Linked DNA regions of Mus musculus: region 2 is linked to region 1. The links are chromatin contacts, called in public promoter capture Hi-C maps. All regions are on one chromosome and are shown on one strand. The core of a region is the stretch at or near the end of the contact, and the rest is flanking DNA. Distances in the headings are between cores, read along the strand shown. Region 1 overlaps Cdhr3 (cadherin-related family member 3). Region 2 overlaps Atxn7l1 (ataxin 7-like 1).

Region 1 (5,932 bases), core at 2,345-4,844:
CGGTTGTGATATACCCATTCAGACTCAGGCTGAGTCATTATCCCACACAGCTCTGCGGATTCACCCAAAAAGTCTAGAAAGGAGATAGCTGTGGGGTTGGCAATCAAAGAGCCTGAAATAGTCTCCACAGCACAGATAAAAAGGCAAACTGATAGGATGGGGAAGAGAAAGCAAGCCCTCCCCTGGGCACCAGTCTGCTTTGTACTGTGCCTTCTAAAATGCAGCTGTTAGCAGTCTGGCTGAGAAGGGAAACAGCCACCCGGAGGGCAGCTTCAAACTCCTTGGTTCTCTCTTGTGATTTTAAAGATGGACCTCTTAGGCTCTGAGACAGCTTTGCTTCAGTGTTCCTGGATGGTATCGAGGTGTGTCTGCAGGAGCCTGCATTCTAGCAAGGGCAGGGCACCACCTCATTTTGCTCAGGGTGTTCGCTTGCCAGCATCCCCATCCCTCAACAGCCGTGAGTTGAAAGGATGCAGTTGAGTTACACTGGATGCTGAATTGAAAGCTTGCCCAATCCCTTGCATTTTCCTATTTCCTTGTCTCTCAAAACTTCTGCCAGTACGAAGCATGAAAGTTTCATTGTGGGTTATGAGATGAAATCTTCAAGCTGACCCAGGTGTGACCACGTCTGAGTGTGATGTAGCCAAGGCAGATGTGGAAACAGCTCCTCACCTTATGTTAAGGCCAGGCAGCGAGTGCTGTTTCTGCTGTTGAGACTGTCTCCCCATTTCATCCCTGAGTGGAGATGTCTGGCTGTCTGCTTTGTGGGTGTGATGTTTCTGTTGGGAGGCTGAAAACACGGACATATTTACTCTTTCCCCGTGTGTGGTGCTGACTGAAGATCACTTTATTTCAGATGTCAGCAAGTAGCTCTTCCCAGCTCTCCCTGTTTTCTTTGTACTCACTGGAAGTCCTCTTGTAAGAGTGCCTGGCAGTGCCTTCCTGCATACTCATCACAGAGAGGAAGTTGCCCCTTCACACAGAGAATGTGGTCACAGACCCCACCTACTGTGGCCCTGAGTTCTGGCAGCCAGGTATAGTGAGGAGCTGAGTGTGGAATATGAATGATAATCATATTTGTTCTCTCTATTTTGGTAGATGTGAAATTAGGCCATTTTTTAGATAGATATAGGTATAGGTATGTGTATAGGTACAGGTATATGTATAGGTACAGATATATATTTTTACAGACATGAATGAATCTTAGATACCCAAATCAAATATTAAAACTTTTTATCTCCTGCCACATTGGCTACCAGGGCAGCCAAGGAAAGACTGTTTGGCATGAGAGTCTGAGGCACTGTCCCCAAAAGCTAGCCTTGTTCCTTTCATGGGGCACACCCAGCATACACTATAGAGGCTTCAGAGCAGGATTTAAGCAGCTCATCTGACTGGAACCAGATGCTTTTCTGTGACTGGGCTGTCCTGTGTGACGGAGTGTGTTTGGCAGCATCTCCCTCAAGGTGGGAAGAACGGCTCCCTCCCCAAGTTGTGACAACCAAAAAAAATGTGTCTAGCTGTAATCATCTCTCAGCTTGGAACCACTGCCCAGAAGGATGGGGCAAATATTCCCCCTATGTTGTCTTCTTACTGTCCTAGAAGCCTAATGGTCACCACTGACACTGGAGACTATATGCGTATCCCTGGCTTTTTCAGTGGACATTCAGGGCTCCATTAAGTGCTCAGTAATCTCCATTCCCACGGAGCTCACTGGTGACACTGGTATTGCTGATCCAGGGAGTAATGTTGAAAGCCAGGACCAGTCTGTGCAGGCCGCGAAACATCTGTATTATCCTTTTTTTCTCGCTGTGATAAAACACCACAGCCAAAGCAACTTACACAAAGAAAGGTTTAATTGGAGCTTATGGTTCTAGAGGATAAGAGTCCATCATCACACAGCAGGAAAACATGACAGCAGGCAGACATGGCAGCCAGAATAATGGCAGAGGGCTCACAGCTCTAACCTCAAACAGGAACCAGAGATCAAATTGGAAAGGAGTCTTTGGAAACCTCAAAGCCTGCCTCTAGGGACAGACTTCCTCCAGTGAGACCACACCCTCTAAGCCCTCCCCTTGAAAATCACCAACTGGGGAGCAAATATTCAAATGCCAGACACTCCCGTGGAACATTGTATCATTCAGACCACCAAGCATCCTTATGACCCTGGCTAGGAAGTTCCTAGACCCAATCTAGTGGATGGAAGACAAAACCATCCTGCATTAGAAACAAGATTCTGTTGGTTATAGAAGACAGGCTGTCTCTTTCCTCTGACTCTGTCTCTGGCCCCTGCTACCCCTGGCTTTGCTGGTTCACCCCACCAAAGTCACAGACTCTGGGGGACACTGGGCAAGGAGGCCCAAGCATTGGAGCCACCTTTTGGACAAAGTGAGCATGCTCCTCCCTAACAATGAAATACATGGTGGAAGAACCCTCCTCACGCATAATATTGGGCCCAGGATTCAGGGCAGAGCCCATGGGGTAGGCTAGTGTGAGGTCCTGGCTACAGATTGTCTCTGCTTCTCTCTTAATCCAGCCTGAGGCTCTCTCTTGTGTCTGTTTTCTCTGGCCCTCCCTATGGGACAGCTGTGGTGAGTCAGGGGCAGCTAAATGATCCGAGGCCCCCCCTACATGAAGGCAGCCATTTAGAGCAGAGATGAAGATTGCCTTCCTTCAAGGAGGGCATGGGAAAGTGGCACCTTAAGACAGGAAAATTAAAGGTGACTCTGCACCCCTGAAATAATCTCACTTCTGACCTTTTACAAAAGCTTGGAGCCTGAGAAAGGTCAGTAAGCAGGCACGTGGAGTTATAATATGCACAGTGCCCCTTGGAGAACAGTGTGATGACTTCTAACTGCCAGAGGCTTAGAGAGCTGGCCTCATGGGGAATGCCATCTGGAAAGATGCCCAGGTTCCATGTGGAAGAGTTGTATCCTCAGGCGAAGGAGGAGGAGGAGGAGGAGGAGGAGGAGGAGAGGAAGAGGAAGAGGAAGAGGAAGAGGAAGAGGAAGAGGAAGAGGAAGAGGAAGAGGAAGAGGAAGAGGAAGAGGAAGAAGAAGAAGAAGAAGAAGAAGAAGAAGAAGAAGAAGAAGAAGAAGAAGAAGAAAGAAGACGAAGAAGTTGACAACAACGAAGGGGGAGGAGGAGGGGGGAGGGGGAGGGGAGGGGGGAGGGGATGAAACAAAGACCAGAGATTCTAGAGAAGACACAAAACTGGGCTTCTGGCATCATCCACAGGAAGGGACTCAAGCACAAATTAAGAAGCCTGAGGCTCTGAACATCTTGTCCAGATGGGTTTTTAAAAAGAATCCAGACACCTTTTGAACAGAAACTGGGAGGAGAGAAGCTGACTGGGTAGAGGAAGTGTCTTTATGTGAGAGGATGTTAAGGATAGGACAGGCATCAGGCAGGCAGGCAGGCAGCGGCTGTGACCACCTAAATTGCTGCTGTAATGGCCTGGCATTCTTCTTTGCATCCGCAAGGATGTGAAATACAGACAGCAGTCACCCCTCCTCTCAGCTGCTGTGTTCTCTCTGCATGTTGATGCAGCACAAGCCGTGCGGTGCTATATTTAGCGCACACCAAAATACCTACCACCCAGTCTGCACCCTCCCCTGCCCTGCAAATTAGCCACGGCTGCAGTGTTTCTGTTTCAGCCCCAGGAGAGTGTACTCTGTCCCAGAAGAAGTGCCTCTAGGAACCATGGTGGCGAACATCACAGCAATGGATCCTGATGATGAGGGTTTTCCTGGCCGCCTCCTCTACAGCATCACTACCACCAGCAGCTATTTCATGGTAGACCAGCGTGAGTCATGCACAGTAGCCTCTCCTGCATCCTCGAATGTGAATGTTGAGTGGGTTTTACAATGCTTTCTCTTCCCTCAGGCCTTTCTATCTAGGTTCACCCTTACTTGTCAGGGAAAGGGCGTGTTAAAGGCAGCAGACACCCACCAAAATGGTGGTCTGAGGAGGTCTGTGTGTGAGCAGCTGGGTTACCTTTCACCTTTATGGGAAATATGAAAATATTCTTCTTAACTGCCATTATGATTAAGGTGCAACCCCTGTAAATAGAATGCACATGTCACCATCTGTGTAAAAATGAAGACTTAAGGATATAAAGAAAATTATATTTTGTGGTGAGTTTCTTTTTGTTTGTTTGTTTGTTTGGTTTTGGTTTCTTGAGACAGAGTTTTTCTTTATAGCACTGGCTGACCTGAAACCTGCTCTGTAAACCAGGCTGGCCTCAAACTCAGAGAGCTACCTGAGTACTAGGATTAAAGGCATGAACCACCACTGCCCAGTGACACACACACACACACACACACACACACACACACACACACACACCACAGTGCTGGGGATTCAACCCAGGACCTCATCTATGCTAGGCAAACACTCTACCTCCGAACTTCCCACACCTTTTTTCTGAGTATTTAAACTAAGACTCTGGTTCCAAGTAATAAAAGTGACAGCAAATCTAGCTAAGCACAAGACAGTAGAAAGGAAGAGAAGATAGGAGAGGAGGAGAAGGGAGAGGGGAGAGGGGAGAGGGGAGAGGGGAGAGGGGAGAGGGGAGAGGGGAGAGGGGAGAGGGGAGAGGGGAGAGGGGAGAGGGGAGAGGGGAGGGGAGAGGGGAGGAAGAGGCACATCTCATAAGAAAGAGTCAGATAATCAGGGCAGAGGACCTCAGCAGCTCAAGTTCTGGGCTTTTGCCTGCAGCTCCAACTGTAGCTCACTCACTCTCCGATGTGTGTTTCTTAGCAACAGATTCTCCAATAGAGAATCCAGTGGATCAAATTGAAGTCAGCTACCCACCAGTTCTGTCAGCAGTGGACAGTGCTGTACTCAGGGCCCAACCCTGAACTGTAAAGTGTAGCTTTAGAGAAAGATCAGGTCAGGTGTTCCAATAAACATCAAACCCAGAAACACACGACATGTCTGTAGAGGGGCTATTCCCGGTGCAAGCTGATCATCATTCTGGCACAGTCTTTTCCTGTGTTCTCCATTGTCTTCTAATCTTTGCCTCCTTAGTGACAGGGACAATCCAAGTGGCCCGAAGGCTAGATCGAGATGCAGGCGAACTGAGACAGAATCCCATCATTTCTCTGGAAGTTCGAGTGAGAGACAGGCCCTCTGGGGGTCAGGAGAACCGCATGCAGATAACCTTCATTGTGGAAGACATCAATGACAACCCTGCAACATGCAGAAAGCTCACTTTCAGGTAGTCACCAGTTGGAATGTATCCCCTCTTGGGTGGTGCTTGACCCATGGATTCTCTGATAAGGCATGGCATTGGGGACTGACTCTCTACAAGCCGATTTGAGGTGTCCCATTTCCTTCAAAGATCGTTTTGTTATTCCTTACCCATTTCCATCCCTCCTCATTATTTCTCCTTCACTTTCCACCTGTTTTTACAGCTTTTTAATTTTGTTCCATTTGCACCACAGGCCCTCTCTGGACTGTGTCTTTTCTTTACTTACTACTGCCAGGGGTGAAATGGTGCTGTTAGCACTTGTAATAGATGCTGGAGAGTCAGAATTAGTAACCAAGCACTCCCAAAGAAATCTCAGTATATAATATGAATAAATCAAAACAAGTCAGTGGGTAAAACGAAACAAAAATCTAATTCACCTGACACGACTTAATTGCATACATGTGGAGGGGAAATACAGAATGTATCTGAGACATGAGTTATATTATTTTCACTTGTTCTTTGACTCACAGTTAATTCACAATCAGTTTAAAGTAAAGCCTTTTAATAATTGTTTATTTTTATTTTATGTATGTTAGTGTTTTGCCTGAATATATGGCTGTGCACTACATGCCTACCTGGTTTCCTACAGAGGTCAGAAGGAGGTATCAGACTCTCTGGATACACACAGAACATACCCTTGCTCATTTTGCTGCTATTTTATCAAAAAGCCACACAATTGGG
Region 2 (5,585 bases), core at 1,468-3,967, 300 kb before region 1:
TTTAAGCTGGTGATCGTGCCATTCAGTTTTCTGTGGCATGGAGGGCCACGCTCTTTACCTCCGGGATGGAGCCAATGATTTAGGATAGCCAATGGATAGGATAGGATAGAGAGCAACAGCACCCAGGGGTCTTTGCAGCTCCACCTATTCATCACGCCTCCCATTAGCTCTTGGAACTTGGGCTTCCCTGCTTCCGTTTAGGGGTGAAAAGGCTGGTTCTCCCCGCCTTGATGCCATAGAACTTCCCCCAGGTGAACTGCTGGTCCATTTCAGTCCCAATGGCATCCGCATTGCCTTTTCTTTTTTAAAGATATGTATCTGTGTGAGAGCATGAGATCCCTCAAACTGCAGTTACAGACAGTTGGTGGGAGCTGCCATTGTAGGTGTTGGGAATTGAATCTGGGTCCTCTGGGAGAACAGCCAGTGTTCTTAATGGCTGGCATCTCTCCAACCCCTAAAACACTTTTTTGTTTGTTTGTTTGATTGACTGTGTTTTGTTTTGTTTTGTCTTGTTTTGTTTTCCAGAGACAGGGTCGCACTATGTAGCTCTGGTTATCCTGGAACTCACTATGATGACCAAACTGGCCTTGAACTCATAAAGATCTATCTGCCTCTGCCACATCTGCTCTTAGAAGATGCCCAGGAATACATTACAACTCTGAGCTCTTACCTTATCCTCTCTGCCTGCTGTTTTCCTCTTTAGCAACTATGATTGTACTCTTTGATGCTGTGGTGGTTTGTATATGTTTGACCCAGGGCATGGCACCATTAGGAGGTGTGCCCTTGTTTGTCACTGTGGGCATGGGCTTTAAGATCCTTCTCCTAGCTGCCTGGGAGCCACTCTTCTCCTAGCAGCCTATAGATGAAATTGTAGAACTCTCAGCTCCTCCTGCGCCATGCCTGCCTGGAAGCTGCCATGCTCCCACCTTGATGATAATAGACTGAACCTCTGAACCTATAAGCCAGCCCCAATTAAATGTTGTCCTTATAACAGTTGCCTCGGTCATGGTGTCTGTTCACAGCAGTAAAACCCTAACTAAGACAGACGCCCGATTTATAATTCTCATTGCTAATGACTGCTTCTCCCACTGTGAATACTGATGACACATCTACTATACATGGTCTGAAATCTGTTGCCTGTCTCTTCTTCCTCCTTCTCTTCCCTCCTCTAAAACTAACAGCCCCACCTTTCCTTTCCACTGCGTGATCACAGGCTCTAGCCTTTATTTCACCAGGTAACACTGGGAGAAGGTTCACATGGAATTACCTGAGTACATGACCCACAACTTTTCTGGGGGAGAGCCCCTCTTCAGAAAGCAGAATTAGCATAAAAATCCAAATAGCACCAGGGCAGTCCACAACAGAAACCACTTAGACTCATTATATATACACAATTACATATGTGATGGCTATCAATGTTTAAAGTGTGGGGACTTCGTTCTCTTCCTCCTCAGTATAAGAATCATAGAGATCAGGAACTTTAAAAGGGGGCTTAGGATTTAGGGAGCTGAGGCAGGAGAATTGTGAGTTCAAAGCCACATAGTGAGAACATCTTTAGAAAACCAAAAACAAACAAAAAGACACACCACATTTTTTTTTAAAAAAAAAGTGAATTAAAAAGTTCCACAGAAATATTTAAAATAAACCACTGAATTTAAAACTTACGGCTGAAACATTCAGGCATTTAATAAACACTGGTTGTCATGTGGGACAACTGGAGGCCAGCAGACAGAAACTGTAAGAAGCAACCTCCGAGAAGGTGACACTTGGTGGGTCTAGAGCTCAGGAAAGCCTGCAAATGACTCTATAATTCAAATGGCACTTTTCCCATCCCCGAGCCTCCAGCAGCTCCCTGGCAGCAAGCCCAGGCTCAGTGCTGGATTGGCACCCATTCCGCAAAGGCATCCTGGAGGAGCCTTTGGAACCATTTGCAGGAGGACCTGCAGGGTCTTCCCTTTGTTCTTTGTTAAAACCCTGCTACCCACAAAATCTGATACCACAAATTATTACAGCACGTTCTCACTGACCAAGGAGAAAAACATACATGTAACGTCAGCACAGAAGTCGGTCTCCACCTCTCTGTGGGAGCTGATCCTGGTGTCACTATCACTGCCTTCATCATCCCAACTGCTAAGGACACACTGAACGAGGGTTTATTACAAGTGTGTGTGTGTGTGTGTGTGTGTGTGTGTGTGTGTGTGTACGTGTGTGTGTGTGTGTGTGTTTATATGATTTAATGTGTCAGTTGATCATAAGAAAAAAAGGACAAAGCAAAGAAACAAACTCACGATTTTTCCATTTTGTTCTGCAAAACGCTAAGGGCCTATTATGCCCTGTGAATGTGGCTAATCTCCTATAGCAGCGTGCCCTGTGGACAGACTTCTTGATGTTCTCCAGATGCTGGCCTTTTGGGAGAGGCCAGTATCTCTTTCAGCCTTGGGAGCTGGAGGCCCCTTTGGTTTTGGCTACCAGCATATCTAATACCATTTGGGTTTGAGGCCAGATAGCCAGGGAAGCTGGCACTGTGTGCCTTGGGCAGAGCTGCAGATGCTCACTGTGGCAGACCCTGCTGCCACTGGCTGTCCTCTGCAGTGTCCTGCCTTACTTGGCCCTGGCTTCTCTTTATTAACACAGTCACACTTTTATCTTGATATTGTGTGTGCAGCAGTTACAGAGAAGACCTTGGAATGAGGCACAGCTGAGTCACCACACTCACTCCTTTTTCTTTCTGCCACCTGCCAGTGTAGCAGTAGACATGTCGCAGCAGCGCTGTACTACATACATGGAGACATCTGCTGGGCTTTCATGGGAAGCTCTTCCTTAGTAAATGAAGAAAATCATCTCGGAAGACCCTCTTTTTGTGTGTCCCCCTTCTTCCCTGTTTAGAAAGGCACCAGGTGCCAATGTGACCCAGGAGCTGTGGTCAATGTATTAAATTGTGGACAGCAAAGATGTGTGCGGATGTAGTAGAGACTGGACCACGGCTGCAGGTGCACCTGCCTCTAGATTTCTTGCCATGTAAGATAATGAAATGTTCCTGTGTGAGTACGGAGGCACTGGGTTTTCTACAACTGCAGACAAAATCACTGCAGCTTGTCCCTCACTACTTCAGCACTGGCAAAGTCGCAGGTTAGAGGTGAGTCACGAGTCACCATCATCTCCAGAAATGGGAAGTGGCACGCGGGTGAAGGAGGAAGAACCAACCTTGTCTTCCAGCAGGACTGAGTTCACTTGCAAAGCTTCTGAGATCTAGAGTCAGTCAGAGCTAATCCTGAAGGCTCAGGCTGGCACCAGAACAAACCACCACGAGGGCCATCTAACCAGGGACACAGCACTGGGCTCTGTAACTGTCACATCAGCCACTTCCTCTCTCAGAGGACTATGAGGCAAATGTGAACAGGCCTCCAACTGATGCCTTCATTTCCCCTTATGACGTCAATGACCATCTCAACTGTTAAAGTCATTCCCTCAAACAGCTCTCACTGATGAACAATCGTGATGATATGAAACACCGTCCCTACGCTGGCTCTGTTGCCACATGGTCATACTAACAACAGTCAGGCATAGAGCCACAGGGAGAATGACAACCCTGCCTTGCTGCTAAGACAGCCTCTAGGGTGGGTGCATCTGGCTAACCCTGGACCACAGGCTCTGTTTTCAGATGTGCAAAGTCAGAAAGTTGGTTCCCAGGAGCACTTATATAGACACCATTGCTCAAGCATTCTTAAGGGACTATATATAACCAGTTGGGAGCCCCTTCATTTTATTCCATGATGTTCAAGGACATCTCTTATGCCATTTCACCTTTGGGAAAGCCTTCTGATGAGGCTATACTCTAGAGCTCTTTCCTCAGGAATACAGGCCTCTGTTGCCATCACCAAGGGGCCTTTGAAGCAACAGGGGACACAGCATAGTAGGGACAAAGGAGACCTACCGCAAGAGGTCTGGGGTGGTGTGTGGAGAACTGACAGTCTAACTTCTCGGACTCGTCGGCTCCGTCCATCTCCCCTTCATCACTGGACAGTCGGCTGGCAAGGTCGCCTCCAGCTGGGAGCAGAGGGGGCTCTGGAGTGTAGCCGCTGTGGTTTGAAGAAGTACTGCTGCTTATGCTGTTTGCAGACGATGGTCTAAGGGTGAGACGGGGGGAACACAGAGAACAAGTTGTCTTGAGGAAATCAGATCCACCCATTTCATGCCGCCAAAAAGCAGTCCTGCCACGATGTCAGGGAGGGCGAGCCAATGGCACCGCTCTAAAGGGAAACATTAAACTGCAGGGGTCAGAGCTCTCCTCAGGGACCCACTACTGTTAGTAGTACAGTGCTCTCTGGCTTGCTGCCTCTGGAGTACAAGGCAAGCCCAAGAAGGAACCCCTAGTGTGAGCAGGGGGATCGGGACATGTGAACTTATGCAGAGTCGAGTGACTGTGTTCTGGGAGTTCATCTACAAACACTCACCCAAGATCAAGTGTTACCAACAGTTTAGTTTATGTCCTCTCAGACTTCCTTAGTGTGCATGCATGAATTAAAAATAAAAAAAAAAGTAAGAGGATTTGAGACGGGATCTCATGTATCTCAGGTCTTGAACTCACTAAGTAGACAAGGACGACCTTGGACTTTTGAGTCTCTTTCTTTACCTCCTGAGTATCTGGGGTCGTAGGTGTGCGACACCATGCCCAGTGGATGCAGTGCTGGGGGTGAAAGTTGGGGGCTTTGAACACGTTAGGTAAGCACTCTGCCAACCCGGTCACACTCTCTTCCCAACCATTGAAACCGATTTCTATTACATTATTATTTTATGTGTCGGGAATCTTGTCTGTAGGTATATCTGTTCATCACTTGTGTGCCTGGGTGTCTGAGGGGCCAAAAAAGAAAAAACTGGATCCTTATCTTACAGATGGCTATAAGCTCGCTGCTGTGTGAGTGCTAGGAATTAGACATGAACCCAACCCTAAGCATTTGTTTCTAACTTTTCTAAATGGCTCTTGGGTAAGTAGTCCAGCCACCATGGCAAACCCTCCTGGTCCTGCAGGATAAAGGTAACCTGGATTTTGTTAATTACATCTTGGTTATACAGGAAAATCCCTTTTTCTTTGTTTTGTTTTTTGTTTTGTTTTGTTTTATTTTGTTTTATGAGACAGGGTCTCTAGTCCTGGTTGGCCTAGAATTCTCTATGTAAACCAAGCTGACTTCAAACACACAGAGATCTGCCTGCCTGTGCTGCAGAGTGCCTGGATTAAAGACATGCACCACCTAGCCCAGCAAAATGCAAAACATGTAACATAGGCTGGGCTTGAACTCATGGTCTTACTTGCCTATGCCTCTTCAGCAAATCCCAAGTGGCAAGTGCCACAACAAGCAGCTATTTTCACTTTTGCAAGAAGTCTTTACAAGTGAAAAGTCAGGGTCTATATATGTCAAAGGACACTAACAAGAATACACTACAAATAAAATTGTAACACACTAATATAACAACTGTTAAAATTAGGTTAGGTAAGTATTCATCAATATATCATTGCTTTCCAGCATGTAGGGGAATTTTCATAACAAACACTGAAAACAGAAACAAAAAAAGAGCTAGCAGTATCC

What was found. Promoter capture Hi-C pulls out the DNA fragments that hold promoters and counts their contacts.
Region 2: a contact with region 1 is called in a promoter capture Hi-C map of neural stem cells. The contact joins two enhancer-like sites. A contact is called at or near these places in 4 of 39 promoter capture datasets (cranial neural crest, frontonasal cranial neural crest, liver and 1 more), 4 of 115 datasets of contacts at active chromatin or transcription factors (craniofacial prominence, embryonic hindbrain and embryonic stem cells) and 4 of 9 other capture datasets (adipose tissue, embryonic stem cells, liver and 1 more).

What each region holds. Positions count from the first base shown.
Region 1 is chr12:33,059,518-33,065,449 of GRCm38.p6, reverse strand. It overlaps Cdhr3 (cadherin-related family member 3), which reads left to right. Exons shown (of 20, transcript NM_001024478.1): 7 at 3,654-3,802; 8 at 5,029-5,218. Among named protein-coding and RNA genes, the nearest start is that of Cdhr3, 30 kb to the left of the region's middle. Within about 2 kb of position 3,594, at least 52 of the 459 cell types and tissues checked have an H3K27ac peak or open chromatin away from gene starts, as enhancers often do. A contact at or near this core is called in neural stem cells, where this site is marked.
Region 2 is chr12:33,357,198-33,362,782 of GRCm38.p6, reverse strand. It overlaps Atxn7l1 (ataxin 7-like 1), which reads right to left. Exons shown (of 11, transcript NM_001374022.1): 8 at 3,935-4,127. Atxn7l1os2 (ataxin 7-like 1, opposite strand 2) reads left to right here. Exons shown (of 4, transcript NR_131031.1): 4 at 2,743-4,540. Among named protein-coding and RNA genes, the nearest start is that of Atxn7l1os2, 35 kb to the left of the region's middle. Within about 2 kb of position 2,717, at least 44 of the 459 cell types and tissues checked have an H3K27ac peak or open chromatin away from gene starts, as enhancers often do. A contact at or near this core is called in neural stem cells, where this site is marked.